Regions from separate parts of the Mus musculus genome. Here all the other regions are linked to region 2. The links are chromatin contacts, called in public HiChIP or PLAC-seq and promoter capture Hi-C maps. All regions are on one chromosome and are shown on one strand. The core of a region is the stretch at or near the end of the contact, and the rest is flanking DNA. Distances in the headings are between cores, read along the strand shown. Region 1 overlaps Chd9 (chromodomain helicase DNA binding protein 9). Region 2 holds the start of Rbl2 (RB transcriptional corepressor like 2). Region 3 overlaps Chd9 (chromodomain helicase DNA binding protein 9).

Region 1 (3,067 bases), core at 310-2,809, 150 kb before region 2:
TGAAACTTGAGTCCTCTGGAAAAGTAGGATGAACTCTTGATCTCCGAGCCATCGTTCTCTGACCAGGAGTGAATCTTACATTTGACATTAATTAATGTGTTTGTTTGTTGCTCTTGACCTCGTGACGTATGTTTTCTGAGACACTTTCACTAGTTAACTCAGACTGGCTGGCAACTTGCTACCTTCTCACTGCCCCCCCACCAAGTGCTACTTATAATGATAATGATGTGTGTGTGAGAGAGAGAGAAAGAGAGAGAGAGAGAGAGAGGGAGAAAGAGAGAGAGAGAAAGAGAGAGAGAGTATTGGTGCATTGGTGCCACGTCACACGCATGAGGAGGTCAGAGGTCAGCTTCTAGAACCCATTCTCCCCATCCATTATGTGGTTTCTGGTACTGAATTCAAGTCAAGTGGCATGGTATCAAGTGCCCTTTATTTGTTGAGCCATCTCTCAGGGCCACTTTTGAATTAAAGAGTTGAAATTATAAGTAAAGTAGATTATTATCAATATTTCAGGGATACATAGAACAGTTATATAGTTCTAGAACATAACGAATTGTGTTTTGTAGAGGGAAAAAACGATCACACTGTCCAAGTCCTGACACTCATCCTTTACCATGGTGCTAAGTTCATGACTCCATCTTTTTCTTTAAAAAAAATTTTAATGTGTAGAAGGCTTTTGCCTGCGTATACGCATTTGCATAGGACATCGGATCCCGTCCTGGACTTACAGATGCTTGTGAACCACCATGTGGTGCTGGGAACAGAATTGGAGTTAAGAGCATGTGTTGTTCTTTCAGAGGACTCAAGTGTGGCTTCCAGCACTCACACAAGGCAGCTTACTGCCCCTGGGATCCAATGTCCTGTTCTGGCTCCTTGTGTACTCTGCATGTAAGGATACACAGACCTCCATACATGCACACTTAAGACTATTTTTAAGCCAGGCACTGGTGGCGCACGCCTTTAATCCCAGCACTTGGGAGGCAGAGGCAGGCGGATTTCTGAGTTCAAGGCCAGTCTGGTCTACCGAGTGAGTTCCAGAACAGCCGGGGCTACACAGAGAAAACCTGTCTTGAAAAAAAAAAATTTTTTTTAAAGTTCTTGTCTTTCATCTAGTTTGGAGAGTTTTTAGTCACTTTGTGTCCCCTTTCCATGGTTGCTATTAGCTCCCTCAGCATATTTAACAGATATTATTAATTATTTGTCTGCTATATTCAGTAACTTTCTTAGGGTCAAAATCTATGTCCCCGTCCCCCATACCCCCCCCCATGTGTGTGTGTGTGTGTGTGTGGTGTAACAGCAGACATATTCAGCATTTGATATTGCAAATCTGTAAATAAGATTATTTTACGTCTTGCTCCAAAATGTTCTGGAGACTGGGGTCATTCATTTCTGAGTCCTCTTTCTAAGCACCTATGAAGTGTCTGCATTTCTTCTGAGTGGTCACCGAAGTCTCCTCTTTAGCTTGGGTTCAGACTCCCATTTTCCATTGTTTCTCTTTTAGTGCTGTGGCTGAGTCCAGGTTCTCTTCCTTCATCTTAGACACCTTCCCACTGCTCTTTGCACGTGTTAACAGGGATCTCCTTTAATGATAAGGATTTGCTTTCTGTTTCTTAGTTGTAAACCCTTGGCTGGCTGTTTTCCAGGTTCCTGCTTGTTCTTTGTTGTTGTTTTTGGGGTTTCTTTTGTTGTTGTTGCTTTGTTTTGTTTTGTTTTGTTTTTTTGAGAAGGGTTTCTCTGTATAGTCCTGGCTGTCCTGGAACCTGCTTTTTCTTTGAAACATTGGAAAGAAGGGTATTGGAGGCTTCCTCCTGGGGCACTCTCTCTCTCCTTACCTGCCTTTTTAGTGAACCAACTAGCTTTGTGGCCAAAGCAAGTGGGAGTGACCAAGAGAGGAGAGCAGGCTGAGAGGGCAGAGAGCTGTTCAGGTGGGAGTGGGGGGACTATAGTGCAGTCAGAATGGGGAGTGCCACTTTCATTATGGGTGTAATACAGAGTCACTGAAGAACTTTAAGCGAAGTGACCCTGAATAACTTCCATGAGATCACACCTGCTGCTTACTGTGTTGAAACACAGCCAAGTAAATAACAAGGTTAGTGTCATAGCTATACATGGGAGAAGAAACCAAGTATTTGTTAGGTTATATGGGTTTGAGGTGGAGATATAATATATAACAGATATAAACTAGATACAAATATATATTTATAAATCTAAATAGATATAAATAAGACATATAATAGATATAAATTTGGAAATTACCAACATATGTGGCATTTAACTTCATGAGACTAGTTAAAAGTATCTTTAGAGTCAATAGAGACAGAAATGAAAAAAGATTAGAGTACCCCTAAGTACCCTCAACATTTAGAGGTGAGAGTATTCTCAAGTATTACCAACATCTAGGTCAATAGTTCTCAACTGGTGAATCAAGATCTCTTGGTAGGCGGTCTAACAGTCCTTTCATAGGGGTCTCCTAAGACCATCCTGCATATCAGATATTTACATTATGATTCACAACAGTAGCAAAATTACAGTTATGAAGTAGCGACAAAAATAATTTTATGATTCAGGTGTCACCACAACACAAGAAACTGTATTAAAGGGTTGCAACATTAGGAAGGTGCTCTAGAGGAAAGAATCATTTATAGAGTCTGAAACTGAACATTAAGGAAAAGGGAGAAAGTGAGTGAGTTTCTTGTTTGTCATTAAGCATTTAGGAGACTCCTCCCAAGTAGCTGTAACAAATCCTGGTGATAGATAATTGAGTAAAGAGTGAACAGTGAAGAGAGCATCAGTATGCCTTTGTTTGGGTCAATTTAAGAAGACAGTGGGGATTATGAACTAACCAGTACCCCGGAACTCTTGACTCTAGCTGCATATGTATCAAAAGATGGCCTAGTCGGCCATCACTGGAAAGAGAGGCCCATTGGACTTGCAAACTTTATATGCCCCAGTACAGGAGAACGCCAGGGCCAAAAAGTGGGAGTGGGTGGGTAGGGGAGTGTGGGGGAGGGTATGGGGGACTTTTGGGCTAGCATTGGAAATGTAAATGAGGAAAATACCTAAAAAA
Region 2 (3,352 bases), core at 248-2,747:
GCTTATGTTCTCCCCCCCCCCCGCCCCCCTCCACCCCCCCCCACCCCTCCACCTCCCCACACACCTCCACGCCCCCCCCACCCCACCCCCCGCTGCTGAGATTACAAGCCAACCCTCCATTCCTGGCTTTTAACACCTGCTCCCGCAACACATGTGAGTTATACAGGTTGATCTCAGGTGAGGGATTTTTTTTTTGCCACTGAGAATCTCCCCAGCCCTTTTCAATCAATGTGTTTATCTCCACTAGATTCTCTTCACCACTTAAGCCCATGCAATGTGCCTTAAAAGTTTCTTTTCCGTGAGCAAATTCTTTGAAATTCCCTTCATATCTAAGCTTAGTTAGAGATTCGGTAGCTTTAACACCTCAAATCATAAATATAGGAAAGTTTCAAGCCCGGGGACAAAAGGCTGAGGTGCCTATTTAACATATCAAAGAGGACCTGGCTGCTCTGTTCTCCTGGTAGCCCTCAACCTCTACCTGTTACCATAGCCAGCCCCCTACCCAAAACTCTCCAGCTCAAGGGGTGGGCTGTGCTTTCCTATATAATCCAGACATTTTAGTTTCTAGCTCGGTGTACCTTTGGGCCTTCTAGCTGCTGCACCTGGTTCCCCTCTCTCCCCTCTCTCCCTTCACCTCCCGCGCCCCCTCCCCGCACTCTCCTCCCTCAGGTGGCTCAGGGTCATGTCCACTCTGGACTCACTCAGATGTCCCTGCTCTACGCTCTTCCTTTTATCTGTAAGAAACTTTAGCCGTATCTAGGAGCAGTTATGTGATAGCTAATATACATTTTAAGTTATTCTTGAAAACACATTCATGATTATTTGTGTGATTGAGGGTTGAGGGTTGAGGGTTTTTTATTTTGTTTTTGTTTGGTGAAGTGAGATCAATTCTTAGCTCAATATACCTTTGCCATTGATAGCGTTGACATAGGAGTGTCACTTGAGGAATCCTCTCTGTTGGATTGACCTGTGGGTCTTGCCTAGGGAGGTGGCGGCCGCGGGGGTGGCGTTGTATTAAGAAAGTAGCTGATAAAGCAACGGGGAGCTAAGTCAGTAAGCAGCGTCCTGCTTTAACCTCCGTCAATGATGAACTGTAAAGACTAAAATGAAATAAGCCCTTTCCTCTCCGAGTTGGTTACAGTCCGTGTTTATCTCAGCAACAGAGACTAGAAAGGGCAGGCAAACTATTATCTTTACTTTGGACCTTTTAGCTTTACTATCTGAGGACCTCTAGGTGAGGATGTGTGTAAAGGGCTTATATACTAAATCCTGTCGATATTTCTTGGTCTTTTTCTCTTCAAACGAGCCTTCTGAATGGTCTCACTATTGAGAGATGCTTTTTAAAACGGTAGAGGACGTGTCCATTCACCCCTAAATGATGCACAGCTCGTTTTTTGCTTTCTTCTTCCATGACTTTTGGTCTCCCTGAGATCCCGGCCGAGACTACATTTCCCAGCAGGCCGTGCTCAGACCTACGGGTGCCCGCATGGGACTGAGGAACTTTGGGGGCGGCACAGTAGCAGGACAGGCTGCTGACGGGCCGGCGCTTCGCGGTTTGAATGGCTGCGGGCCCGGGCCCTGAGCGCATCTGAAGAGCCGCGGCCTCGGGGTGCGCCATGGCATCTGGAGGCAACCAGTCGCCACCGCCTCCTCCAGCTGCTGCAGCCAGCTCGGAGGAAGAGGAGGAGGATGGCGACGCCGCGGATCGCGCGCAGCCCGCGGGGTCCCCGAGCCATCAGATCCAGCAGCGGTTCGAGGAGCTGTGCAGCCGCCTCAACATGGACGAGGCGGCGCGCGCCGAGGCCTGGAGCAGCTACCGCAGCATGAGCGAGAGCTACACGCTGGAGGTGCGTGCTCAGATCCTCCGTGGAGATCGGGGACTCGGGGTGGCCCTAGGATCACTTGGTCGTTTGCCCCGCACCATTGCCTCCCCCTGGCTTTGCGGCCGTCAGAGGAAACTCATTAAGTTTCAGGCTTGCTTACGTGTGAGAATGGCTTAGGATTTATTGTCCCCCACCCCCCGGGCAGATGAAAAGCGGGTGTAGACACACAACATTTGTTGCTGAACTTGGGCACTCTTTTTGGCTGTCATCCAGGTGTAGGCTTGTTATGTTCCGTTCTTGGGACGGGGCTTTGCAGTTGACGAAAATGGCTATTCGGGCTAGTGCCTGTCAACTCTGCAGGCACCTCCCCTGTATGGGCCAATGGGAAGTGACACGGAAGTCCGGATTGTTTTTCAGCTGCCTGTGCGTATGACCCTTTGATTTTATATATGGAAGCTTATCGAAGTAGCAGAGCAAAGAGGCCCCCGACCCGAAGGCTAAGCAAGGTGTTATTTAACTATGATATGGATGTACTTGTGCCATTCTTCTGAGTCGGTTTATTTCTATTTTTTTAAAAATCGACACACATCGAATTCCCCTCTCTCCATTTGTTACACTCACAAAAAAAAGAAACATGGCAGCTTTAGACCTGTGTCTGAGTGACTCTGGACAAGTTTTTAACCACAGTGAAACTCAGTTATGTTGTGTGAGCAGTTTTGTTACTTGTGCCCACTTCAAAGTGCTTACCTAAAGCTTAACTAAAGCAATGTGTGTATGTGTGCAGAAAATTTCCTAGACTGAAGCAGTCTGGCTGAAGAGACCGTAGCCGCCTTCCTTACCCAGTGTTTCCGATAGCCAGGCAAAGAGGAGAACTTCTGGTTTGAAGGACACAAATACTCCCAAACGAATTCTTACTTCACCTTAGAGATGACGCTGTAAATTAGCAAGAATGAGTATTATAACATAGCAGAGACTTCAAATCACAGACTAAGTCATATGAAGCCTGGTGTCACATATGCAAGTGGCATTTAACAGATGCTTAGTAAATTAGTGTGTGTGTGTGTGTGTGTGTGTGTGTGTGTGTGTGTGTGTGTGTGTGTTGGTCAGAGGACGGCTTTGGGGAGTCAGTCTATCTTTTCACCCGTGGATCACTGCAAGTCTGTTAAATCTGTTGGTCAGCTAGTGCCTTTACCTGCTCAGCCTTGCCAGCTCGACTAGTAAATCGTTTTGAAAACATAGTCACTATTTCTTGTTTGGCTGAGGCGTTCTATTTATTTGTTTGTTTATTATTTATGTCTTATTTGGATTGGTTAGTGAGGTTTTAATCTCGATTCTTAGCCCAGTTGACCCTTGCCATAGCTTCAGTTGTCAACTTGACACACCTGGGAATGGGGAGGCCTCATCTGAGGAGTCACCTCCATCAGATGGATGGTGGGCATGCCTGTGGGGCATGGAGGTGGGCATGCCTGTGGGGCATGCTCTATCATCAGATGGACGGTGGGCATGCTCTATCATCAGATGGATGGTGG
Region 3 (3,121 bases), core at 588-3,087, 210 kb before region 2:
TAGATAGATAGATAGATAGATAGATAGAGAGAGAGAGAGAGAGAGAGAGAGAAGGAAGGCAGGAAGGCAGGAAAGAGGAAAGGAAAGGAAAGGAAGGGTAGGGAAGGGAAGGGAAGGGAAGGGAAGGGAAGGGAAGGGAAGGGAAGGAAAGGAAAGGAAAGGAAAGGAAAGGAAAGGAAAGGAAAGGAAAGGAAAGGAAAGGAAAGGAAAGGAAAGGAAAGGAAAGGAAAGGAAAGGAAAGGAAAGGAAAGGAAAGGAAAGGAAAGGAAAGGAAAAGGAAAGAAAGAAAGGAAGGAGGAGAGAGAGAGAAAGAAAGAAAGAAAGAAAGAAAGAAAGAAAGAAAGAAAGAAAGAAAGAAAGAAAGAGAGAAAGAAAGAAAGAAAGAGACAGAGAGAGAAAGAAAGAAGAAAGGAAGGAAGAAGAAAGGAAGGAAGGAAGAAAGAAAGAAAGAAAATAGATAGAGCTGGGCAGTGGTGGTACATGCCTTTAGTCCCAGCACTTGGGAGGCAGAGGCAGGCGGATCTCTGTGAATTCAAGGCCAGCCTGATCTACATAGTGAGTTCCAGGATAGCCAGGGCTACACAGAGAAACCCTGTATCAAAAAAAAAAAAGATAATGTAGATATAGATAGATAGATAGATAGATAGATAGATAGATAGATAGATAGATAGATAGATAAATAGATAGACAGATATAGACAGATATAGACAGACAGACAGATAGATGGTAGATAGATATATAGATGATAGATTGATGGATACATACATACATATATACATACATAAGATTCCCTTCTTACATATGTCTATGTCCAGTTGTCATAACCCAACCAGCACACTGCCTTTGCTGAGAGTACTGCAGCACTCTGTCTTTTATATCCCTTCCTTCCCTCTCCCTCCAGAACATTTACATGGCCTGCTGGATCCCTAAGGGCATCTGAGGCCTCTTGACCTCTGTCTGGGAGGAATACCTTCTGTCCCTAAGGCCCCTGGTGCTTGTATATCCTGTCTTCCATCCCCCCTCGCAGCTGATGTGTCTGGCCTTGTAGTAGAGACCTGTCTCTCTCTTCTTTGAGAGGAAAGTTGCCATTAGAAGAAGCAGCAGAAGGCCACAGGGTAAGAAGCAGGCAAGGACTTGCCCCTAGCTGCCCAAATGGCACACACCCACTTCAGCAGTAACCTTCTGGGAACTGTGCCCACGCCGTGCCCCCTCCCGCCCCGCTTTCATTAGTGATTTTCAAAGGGGAAGTTTCAGCCAGCCAGAAGGGAGCAGATGGCGGGGCCTCAGGCCTCCTGCAGCGTGAATGATTTGGGGGAGTCGAGGCTTTCCCCATGGTGAGTTCCTCAGGTTCCCCCAACCCCCACGCACCTCCATCTCTCAGGCTTGTTGAGTTGAAGCTCCTGTCAGTCACCCTGGTGATTGACAGCTCTTCTCCCTGCCCTCCTTTCACAAACAGGGAAGCTGGAACAGAGGTAAAAGGGGGCTTTTTTTTTTTTCAAGCACTTTGGGAAAGAATGAGCAATGGAAAAAGGAAATTGGGAGCTTGGGGGAGTTTACAGCAGCCCAGCGCTGCAGTTTGAAATAGGAGCTGGGAATCCATATGTTTGGGAAAGGAAAGAACGGGGCAGCCACAGGCGCAGAGCTTCAAGGGTATGTGCGGAAATGGCTCTGGGAAAGGGGGCAGGGAAGCCCACGTGGGTCTCCCTTTATCAGACCCAGATGTTCGTTCAGGCAGCAGCTCTCAAGATGCCTGTGAAAGGGTCTAGGGCCTGCTGGGCTGGACTGTGTTTTCTTAACTACCAAGCAGCACGTGAAGTCAGTGGCTGGGCGCTTTCCACTGTGCACTCAATGACTCCCTGGGGTCCCGCTGGGGTCTGTGCCATACCAATTAAGCAGAGGCCTGGCTGCCTAGGAGCTGGGCTTAGAAGTGGATAGTGCGGGGCTCCCAGGGTAATGACATGGCCCCTAGCAACCACAGGCTGCTCAAACCAACCGCCTCAGCTGCCTCTTGCCTCCAACTTATCTTGTAATTGGAATTGGGATCCCAAGGTTCAACTCGATTCTGTGTTGTGTCAATGACTTAGCCACTCTGAGCTTCAGTTTTGCTGTCTTTAAAGTGTGTGTGTGTGTGTGTGAGAGAGGGGGGGGGGCTGTGTCTGTGTGTATCTGTATCACTGGTGAGGTGTTTATAAAATATGTGTGAGAAAGGCTTTTTATAATAAATAAACATTGTATTAAAAGTATTCATCATAGGAGGTCATGATGACCTGAGCCTGTAGTTGCAATTTTTGGGGGAGACCAAAGCCAGAGGTCACTGAGCTCAGGAATCTGCAGCCAGTCTGGGCTCCCATCTCCAAACTTAGGTGGTTCAGTGGTTATCAACACTGGTTGCTCCTCTGACCCAGGTTTGATTCCCAGCACCCACATGGTGGCTCACAAGTATCTATAATTCCATTTCCAGGGGAATTGATACCCAGTCTGGCCTCCATATGGTGCACAGAGTTACATGCAAACAAAGCACCCAAACACATACATAAACTTTTTTTTTTAATTAAATTATTTGGAGATGGGCATGGTGGTGCATACTTTTAATCCAAGCACTCAGGAGGCAGAGACAGGTGGATTTCTATGAGTGGGAGTGGGAGGCCAGCCTGGTCTACAAGCCCAGTTCCAGGATAGCCAAGGCTATTACACAGAGAAACCTTGTCTCCAAAGAAAATTTAAATTATTTGGTACATCTTAAATTTTACACAGGATATAGGGCCAGTGAAATGGTTCAGCTGGTAAAAAGCCCTTGCCACCAATCCCCAGAACCCACATCATGGAAGGAGAGAGCCAACTCCCCAAAAATTGTCCTCTGATCTTCACACAGACACACACAGACACACACACACACAACCAGATAAACAAACAAACAAACAAAAGGAATTTAATTATCAGATTATCAACTATGCTCAAGTATGGCTGAACCTATAATGTAGCTTCAACTATTATTAACCTGTCCATTTCATTAGTGTCTCTGCCCACTTCCTTTATCTCTGGGCTATTTTGAAGCAACTCCCTAATATTCTATTGTCTTATCCCATTTTCAAAGTCATATGGCTTTGTGCTTGTCTTCCAA

Evidence for each region. Promoter capture Hi-C pulls out the DNA fragments that hold promoters and counts their contacts. HiChIP or PLAC-seq counts read pairs in DNA pulled down with a chosen protein or histone mark.
Region 1: a contact with region 2 is called in a promoter capture Hi-C map of the C10 cell line. The contact joins the enhancer-like site here to the promoter of Rbl2 in region 2. A contact is called at or near these places in 4 of 39 promoter capture datasets (the C10 cell line, the HPC-7 cell line, cranial neural crest and 1 more), 5 of 115 datasets of contacts at active chromatin or transcription factors (bone marrow-derived macrophages, double positive thymocytes, embryonic stem cells and 1 more) and 3 of 9 other capture datasets (adipose tissue, liver and pancreatic islet).
Region 3: an H3K27ac HiChIP or PLAC-seq map of embryonic stem cells shows a contact between it and region 2, with 5 read pairs. The contact joins the enhancer-like site here to the promoter of Rbl2 in region 2. A contact is called at or near these places in 3 of 39 promoter capture datasets (the C10 cell line and pre-B cells), 5 of 115 datasets of contacts at active chromatin or transcription factors (bone marrow-derived macrophages, embryonic basal ganglia, embryonic limb bud and 1 more) and 2 of 9 other capture datasets (adipose tissue and liver).

What each region holds. Positions count from the first base shown.
Region 1 is chr8:90,921,787-90,924,853 of GRCm38.p6, forward strand. The region is part of intron 2 of Chd9 (chromodomain helicase DNA binding protein 9); the gene reads left to right. Among named protein-coding and RNA genes, the nearest start is that of Chd9, 94 kb to the left of the region's middle. Within about 2 kb of position 1,560, at least 12 of the 459 cell types and tissues checked have an H3K27ac peak or open chromatin away from gene starts, as enhancers often do.
Region 2 is chr8:91,068,560-91,071,911 of GRCm38.p6, forward strand. Rbl2 (RB transcriptional corepressor like 2) reads left to right here and starts at 1,498. Exons shown (of 22, transcript NM_011250.4): 1 at 1,498-1,847. The coding sequence starts at 1,617.
Region 3 is chr8:90,860,459-90,863,579 of GRCm38.p6, forward strand. All of the region lies in intron 2 of Chd9 (chromodomain helicase DNA binding protein 9), which reads left to right. Among named protein-coding and RNA genes, the nearest start is that of Chd9, 33 kb to the left of the region's middle. RefSeq lists an enhancer at 513-3,032. Within about 2 kb of position 1,838, at least 152 of the 459 cell types and tissues checked have an H3K27ac peak or open chromatin away from gene starts, as enhancers often do. A contact at or near this core is called in adipose tissue, bone marrow-derived macrophages, embryonic basal ganglia and 2 more, where this site is marked.